Linked DNA regions of Drosophila melanogaster: region 2 is linked to region 1. A link is a contact called in public Hi-C data. All regions are on one chromosome and are shown on one strand. The core of a region is the stretch at or near the end of the contact, and the rest is flanking DNA. Distances in the headings are between cores, read along the strand shown.

The links. Hi-C and Micro-C count contacts between places; a contact is called where the count stands out from the background.
Region 2: a contact with region 1 is called in a Hi-C map of the Kc167 cell line, with 2.9 times the contacts expected there. A contact is called at or near these places in 4 of 107 Hi-C or Micro-C datasets (the Kc167 cell line, the OSC cell line and the Ras3 cell line).

What each region holds. Positions count from the first base shown.
Region 1 is chr2L:12,374,445-12,378,675 of dm6, reverse strand. All of the region lies in intron 5 of bru2 (bruno 2), which reads right to left. Among named protein-coding and RNA genes, the nearest start is that of CG17010, 20 kb to the right of the region's middle.
Region 2 is chr2L:12,466,221-12,470,372 of dm6, reverse strand. The region is part of intron 6 of bun (bunched); the gene reads left to right. Among named protein-coding and RNA genes, the nearest start is that of mir-967, 8.2 kb to the right of the region's middle.

The sequences.
Region 1 (4,231 bases), core at 1,281-3,780:
GGGGTGTGGGGTATGCCACCCAGTCCATAAACATATTTTTCCTAATTTTTCCTATTGCTTCTATATTATTTTTTTTTTTTTATATATCAACATTTTACTTAAGTTCTTGGCAAGAGCCAACCACTCGGAGATTGTTGAAATGGAACTACAAAGAAGTTGTAGTCTCAAGTGGAACATGGAAATGACTTAATGAAAAACCACTTGAGCAATATCAATCAGCAAAATGTGCACTATGCGCGTTGGATTTTCCCCCTTTTTGTTGCCCATCTGGCGTCGGCTTACTAATTGACAACATAATCAAGAACTAAAACGTCAGCTAAATGCAGATATAGCATCTTTTGCAAATGCAATTCGGACAGGTTAAAGACAAGAATACCGAGATAGCTGACAATTTAAGCTCATTTGGCTGTAGCTATACGATTAGTTACAATTTCCAATTGGAAAATAAATAATTTTGAGTCTATCTCATTATTTGCCATGTCTGTTTTGGTCCCAGGCAAACTGGTTCTATGACGCACGTGCTCCGTAGACAATAAACGTTTTTGTTTTCGTGCATATTGCTGAAGGGGGAGCGTTCAGACATTCATAAGATACATTTTGACGTCGTATCTTATGTCATTTTATAGCTCATGCCTTGCTGCACATTTAATCTCGTAGATTCCCGACACTCCCCCAACCATTCGGTGCTTCCAGGTGTTTCTGCATATTTGCGGCTGTGAGATGTCACGTCAAAGGTAATTTTGATTGCCAGTCAGCCAGCCAGTCAGCATCTTTCCAACAAGTTGCTCAAATCTTCTACTCGACACTCGTAAAAAATTTCAAGTTCTCCCTGGTTCTTTGAGCTTCTTTTTTTTTTTTGTATTTCTTTATACTTTTTTTAACATGCCTCAAAATGCGCTTTGCATAGTAATCAGTTGGGGATCTTCAGTAAATTTGTGGAATGGCTTTAGGTGATTACTTTCGGGAAAAATGACAGTGAGGGTGTGCTGATTTTATGTTATACTATCAACATGATTCTATACCAGTTTAGTTAAGGCTTTTATAGACTGCAACCCTACAACTTTTTATACAACTTTAAGTTCCGACCTATGATGAAATGCAATGTCATCTTGTTTAATACAACCCATCAAACTTTCGCACACAATTTACGATCAAAGCGATAAATTTAATTGAAAATTCAAACTTTGGTTTGTGACTAGCTCCTGAGCACATTGACCACTAAGTCAAATGGGAATCTGCTTAATCCTCTTCGTGGCATCTTCTTCGCCTTCTGCACATACTCGTATTACCAATTTCTCTGAGCCTGGGCTCATAAGGCATTCCCGGCACATTCTAGACTTCCAGACCAAATTAGCTTAAGATTCCTGGAGCGGAATTCATCTTCCATTTACGTAGGCTGCAGTCAGAAGGATACCAGTGCTGCAGCTGAAGGATAAGAGTCCAGCAGATGTGCTAATGCATAGTTTATGTGTGTATGTAGACATATCAAGATGGTTTCGTGCCCGTTTTTGCTCAGATAAATAGGCAATAAATGCGAATTTGTCGGAAAGTTTGCATATCGGCAGCATTTTCCAACAATCTAAAGTTTGGTGCTCGATTGTTACGAGCTCGCTTTGTTTCGGGCTACATGTAAATATATGCAGATATGCCTCACAGATACGAACGAAACACAGATACGAATGTATCTGTTTGAGTTGCCCCCTTGCCACATCCGAATCAATTGATTACGTATTCCGCATTGTTGTGTATTTGTCGCGACAGAATTTCATTTCGTTCTTATGGGACGTTCAGTCGATCAAGCGACCCATTGAACCCCTCGAGCCCCGCCGTACCCCGCCCTTAGACCCCTTAACCCCTCCTGCGACTCACCCATGTCAATCGCTATTGAACTGTAACGCATTCACCATTTGTTGCTCTCGTGTATTGTCTATGCAAAATTGTGGCTGCTGCTCATTCTGCGGTGTACGTTGAACTCGCTCGTTGTTCAACTTTTCGGTCACTTGTCGCCCGGCACTCGATGTTTGATTTGCCGAATGGATTTGGGGCTACCAAGGGTTTAAGGGACATACATACATGTGCCTGCCCGGGCCAATTGCTAAATGGCTAAGAGTTCGCCGGGAATTAGCTGCCAATAAAGTGAGTAGATCGATCAGTAGAGAAGGTTCGAATGAGAAAATAACAAATCAAACTCATGTTTCGCGCACATTACAATCTTCTCCTTATGTTGAATAGCAATTTTCCTATTGTTTTTTTATCATCACCATCTATATGTTCAGAATATTAACTGGCCCATATTCCGTATGACCATTCAGGTTTCCCATACTTATACCAATTTGCATTTAACTCCGTGAAAGCTTTTTGTAGCTTCAACAACTCAGACATTACCTCAGCGTTTGGGGAATTGCAGCTTGTGACTGTTGACAGGGGTTCCTTCGCTGCTCCTTCTTCTTCTGTCTAGTAGCCCCCAATCCCCAGGAATACCCTACCATGCCCATGTTAACCCATCAATTGTGTTCCGTCTAACTCGGCGCATGACTTGCATATTTATGCAATATATGTTTGCGAAATGAATTGTTGACTTCGACTTTGCGTCCGACTTTGAATGTGACCAAAAGCAGCCAAAGTCAAAGCGTTGATAAATAAGCAGCCAGAGGGGAATTCACGGGCAGACACGGAGAAAATAAAGAAGAACCGATGGAGGGAAAAAAAAACTATAAATATATAAAGTGCATGTATTTCGAAAGCAATTCGATGCAGACGAGCGGGAGATAATAATTGTATGGCAAGATCAAGTAACTTTTCGGGGCGGTGGAACCCAGAAATGGGGGCGTGTGTGTCAAAATGGCTGTCAGTCAAAAGTGAAGTGTAACAGCTGGATGGATGTGTGGATGGATGGGGAGTGTTACATAATGTTGTTGGTTTCAGAACTTGTGGCAAGGCATTATAAATGAATTTTCTCCATTTCCCCCCGCCAACCCTCTCTGCCTCTTTCTCGTTTAACGTGTGCAAATGCGTTAACATAAATGTAACACGTTTCGCTGTGGTAACACAACTGCAACAGCAACTATCCACATGTCACGTAGCTTTTGCATGCCAACGACAGGGCCCAGAACACCAAAGACCCCAAAAATCATGTGACCCAAGGCATCCTAAGGAACTGTCACATCTCAGACACCAGACAGGAAACCAGTGGCAAAAGGAAGAGCTGAAGAATCAGCGGAATCAGACGGCAAAGTCACTTTCCTTGTCAGGCTCTACAAAATATTCTAAATTATATACACATTTCTCTTTAGCAGAGGTTCAAAATATGAATCTAAAACCACTTCAAACTGATTAAAGTCTCACAGTTGCTAGTTGATTAAATTTTTAGCACAGCTGTGCTAATCAACGAGGCACGAATGTGATAGTGAAGTTATTTAATGTGCAAACGAATTCGAATTTCTTGAGATGAAAAGTTGAAAAAATAGCACGTGCATTGTTCTTCTTTTCCACAAACAATACGAAATTACTTTACAAACCCGAATAAAACGCAGTCAAACTAGGAAGATTCATTTATACAGGATTTTCCCCCACCGAAGCTGGGGAGTTCAAAAGTCCCATGACAAAGCTAAAATTTAATTAGCCGCCTAGCAAGTGGCGTTTGCAAATGAAATTACCCAAACACATTTACACACACACACACACATACAAAGGGAACGAAATGCAAGCTCAACATGTACATATCCCCACCCCCCCCCCCTCCAGACACACACACACACATACATATTGGTTTAACATTTAGCCACTTGGCGCGAAAAGGAAATAAAATACACGACAATCCAACAAAAGAGCAGGAAAATAAAAACACGAAAGTTTCATCGAAACATGGAACACTCGCCGCCCCTTTGCCATCGTCATGTTTTCTCCGGAAAATTGCTCTGCTGGCGCCCCCTAGCGGCCAGTCCGCCCACCCGCTTTTGGCTTTGTAATCCTCGCGAGCTTCACAATAAACACGAAAATAAAATTTGCAACGTTTTTGCAGGCGACGCGCTTCCGCTGCCAAAGCGTAGAAATGCAATGAGTTTTAGACAATAGATGCCACAGTGAAAGATCATTAAGAACGACGTGTCGAGTGAAAATTTGTAATTCATTTTAGTTTATAATGAAAAAACACCTTTCAATACAGTTGTTCTAACCTTTGGCAACTTCATAAATTATTTATAGTTTTAAATTGTCTTGTTAAAGCTAAGCT
Region 2 (4,152 bases), core at 1,298-3,797, 92 kb before region 1:
TCAAAAACCGAAATGGAAATATTATTGGGAAATGACAAAAACAGTTGCTGACCTAATTATATATATATTTTTTTTTTTGCCAGACAATAATGCCCCCAATAAGCATCGAACAAAAATTAACTAAAAATGCTATAAATAAACAAGAGTTTATATTATTTGCAAAAGCTTTAATCTTTTGCCGTTATGCCTGCCTGCCTGCTTGCATATACATTTTAAGTAATTTATTATTATTAAATTGATGGGAGCAATTTATTTGCTGGTTCAGGGTCCGATTTGTGGATATGTTTTCTCATTTTTTGCCGGTACTTGCTTTCTAATTGGGTTAGTGACATCACAGTGCGGGAGCCAAAACCAGTTTGTTGTCGAAGTTTAAAGTTGTTCAATTTCGGATTGTTTATAGGTTGCTTATATTGTATGTGGGCTACCTACCTGATGGATTTGCCAATGAAATCGGGCAGGGATATAAAAACGCTTTAACGATCTCCGATAAGTTTCAGGTTTACTCTGAGTCAAGGATGGCCAATTACGCAGTCTTTTGATTTTTAAATTGAGATAATAAACAGTTAGTGTGGCAACTAACAAAACTAATAGGATAGGCACTATTTTCGTTGGGGAAGTCCCTTTAAATTTCTCTCTAACTATAATTAATCATTGGCCAAAGAAAAAAAGCCAAGTTATGTTTTATGTGCCTACGAGCGTGCCAATTAAGCTAGCGATTTAGCATATTTTCAAGTGCACTGCTGACATAAATTAATTGTAAATGGGCAGCAGCGCCGCCATCGACTGATTTAAAAACATGCGTTAATCGATTTCGGCCGAGGTGCGACCGATTCGATTTTGTTTTTTTTTTTTTCATTTATTTCGGGGACCTGTTCGACAACTCACTTTGCAAATGATCTTAGCTGGAGCCAGCTGATCTCAGATCTGCGATCGCAGATCTCAGCCGAGTTAAGAAAATCACAAATGCGCTGCGTGTGCGTGGCGTGCGCGTTGGCAATTGGCCGAGACACACCTACCTCACCTGATGTATTCGGACGGACTTGTATGTACACCCATATGTACATATGTACATACGAACATACATACATATGTGATTTAAATTTGGCCATGATCGAACGCCAACGCGAAACGCGTTTGGCCCGAGACATGGCGATCTCACTCGCACTCAAATCGCTAAAAAAAAAAAAAAAATTTTTAAATAAGATTTTGCAATGGATGATTAATGTGTGCGTTGGTTTTGATTCCCTGGCTTTGTCTTTCGCTTTATTTTTGGGCCTTTTGCATTTTAATTGACACCAATATGTCATTTGAGGCAACACGACGAAACGAGCTGGCAATCCGTTGGCCCCACAGAAAGTTTATGCCGCCTATCCCCCAAGCAGGCATTTCTATTTTGTTATGGCCCCGCCTTTGCTCTACGTTGCTGCGAAAACAAAACGCCAATAAATATATCACAGAATGGTGTGTTTGTGCTTTTATAACTATGTATGTACATATGTGTGTGAGTCTGCTTAGACCCCCACATAAAACTGTGGCGACTTTAGCTTCCGCATTATAACTCAACTAAAAACATATTAAGAAACGTTTGTCTGCCACGGAAAATTTCTCAAGAGAAATTCCGGAGGAAATCTCAAAGCAAATGTTCAAAAAAAATTGTTCGAATTTAGTTTTATATTCGAAAACAAAAAACCCAATATATCAATTAATTAAAAGTAGTTATTACGAAACAGAGTATAGATACATATATTGCCAGCTTACTCTTGTTGATTAGTGACGACTACCAATTTTCGAAACAACAAAATATTCCACTTGTTATTTACTATATTCGCCTGCATAAATATTCCTAGAAATTTATTTTCCCGCTGACTGTTTTATTTATTTGCCTTAGAATAAATTCGACAATAATTCTGTTTACATATTTTTGACACTCTCTATTCTGCTTCTTCTCTTTGCAGGTAAGCAAAACAATAATTTCTAATATTAAATCAACAAATTTTGTTATTCTGTGGTCTGCGTAAGTCAATTAGTAACCCATATATTTTTTTGCATATATTAAATTTGCTTAAATATGCATATGTACACGTATGAAATTATTCCACACACACACAAATTGAATACCATTCAATTAAAACGGAAACGGAAAATGATCGAAAATATTCCGCACAATAACTGAAGGAATGCAAATTATGTTGACATCTTTGAATAGTTCTTGTTAGGGGTAAAGAGGTAAAATGTGCGATCTGACGATCTGGCGTTGTGCCGAAAATAGACATAGAAAATATATAGCAAAACAAAATAATTAAGTTCTACATCCCCAAAATATATCATCCAAAAAGAGCGTGCTAGAAATAAAGCGTCAATCTAATGAGAGAATGTTTGAATACCCTATCGAAAGATACCACTTTTAACACTAGCTGGTTTTCTTGAAAATGAACAGAGTGAATCCTCAAAATGACTAACCCCTTTTTTGAAGGGTATACATACAGTGGAGTGCGAATAGAAAAAAATGGCGAACTGAACTATTGTGCCGAAAGCTTTAAGGCCCCATTTATTTGGGTGCAGAACACTAAATAGTAAACACACAAATCGAACGATACACACAGACTTTTATCAAATAGTGTTATTGTGACTGCCTCGATTGGCCTTGAATAATTCATGATTATTTGTGGGCATTTTTTTTTGTTCGCTTTCGAGTTTTAATTTTTCCTTAATGGTTGTTTTTGTGGGGCTCTTCATTTTGTTTTGTTTGTAGTTCTCTTTTCTTTTTATTTTTTGATGGTTCCTCTTTGTTCAGCGTATTTGTTTACCAAGTTTTGAGACCCTTTTGGCATAGGTGGAAAAAGAACTTTTGATTTGTGACCAAATATTTGATAGGGTTAATTGTATTCTAGGAAGGCATAATAAAGTAGAATATTCAGGGTCTTCAATATTCCGCATGACTCAGAGTTAATTTCAAACTCGACCAAATCAGAACTCAAGTTAAAAATTGCTTAAAAAACTTGTATAAGAACAATGACATTTTTACCAGAAAACAAATGGTTTTATGTTCCAACCCAGATAATTTCAGCTATATAGTTCCTTTTTTTTGAGTAATTGGTTTTTGGCGTGTTTTTGTCCTTAACCCAAAATCTGTATGTCGCCAATAGTAAAATAAATACTCTGAAATTTTTTTCAATTAAATTATAGTGCAAAAAATGGTCACAAGGATGAGAGGCACTAACAAATTCAATGAGTTCTTATTATTAAACCAAAATAAACAAGAGAAAGTAGCCAAAGAAACAAACAAAAAATAGAAACATCGCAAAAATTCAGGTCAAGATGAAAGTCTATTCAACTGAATTGCCTAAAAATAAGCCAAGCAAATGATACGTACATAGTACATATATCCAAGATATATCGTTTATATAGAAAGGATTTCCAAGTAATGTTAGATATATATACATTCTTTTGGCGCATAAACCTTGAAAAGTCGCGACATCTTTGCGATGCTTGACACTCGGCCAGAAGTTAATTAGCCGCACACGTGCCGTGGTCGTCGTATACCTCTTTACAACAAATTCGTGGGCATTCGAATGCAATTAGCGGTCGGATTCCTTACCTGTATCATTGTTTACCTGTGAGTGAGTGTACCTTTTGTGGCTGTCGAGGACCGAACTCTGCCGAGCAATAAAACGATTTAATGGCTCTCACCGAAACTGCAGCAGCCGGACAATTTAAATGCAATTTGCACTTTTATTTTTATCTCCTTCCTGTCCCGACTGACGCATTAGTTTTGCATGAGATGATTGCCCAAAAAAGAAAACAGATATTCAAAAAGATTTGTATGACCTGTAGTTTAATTTGAGTCGGGTTACGGAAAAGGTTAGGATTAGTCGTTGTTTAACCAAGATTGTTTGCTTAAATAAGCAATAAATTTAAACTTCAATCACAAGAAGAGGGAGTACTACTTGAGTACTACTGGAGTACTACTTGGTGGTGCAACCCAAAATGACATACCTGTTTTCAAGGAAAACTATTTAATCTTATCCAATTGGTTCCATCAATTCAAGAACGAGCTTTAATAATTTAATATAATATAATATATATTTAAAATTTAATTTTAATTTAATATTTGAAAAACAGCACATTTCGCTGGTCCATTTTCTTGTTAAT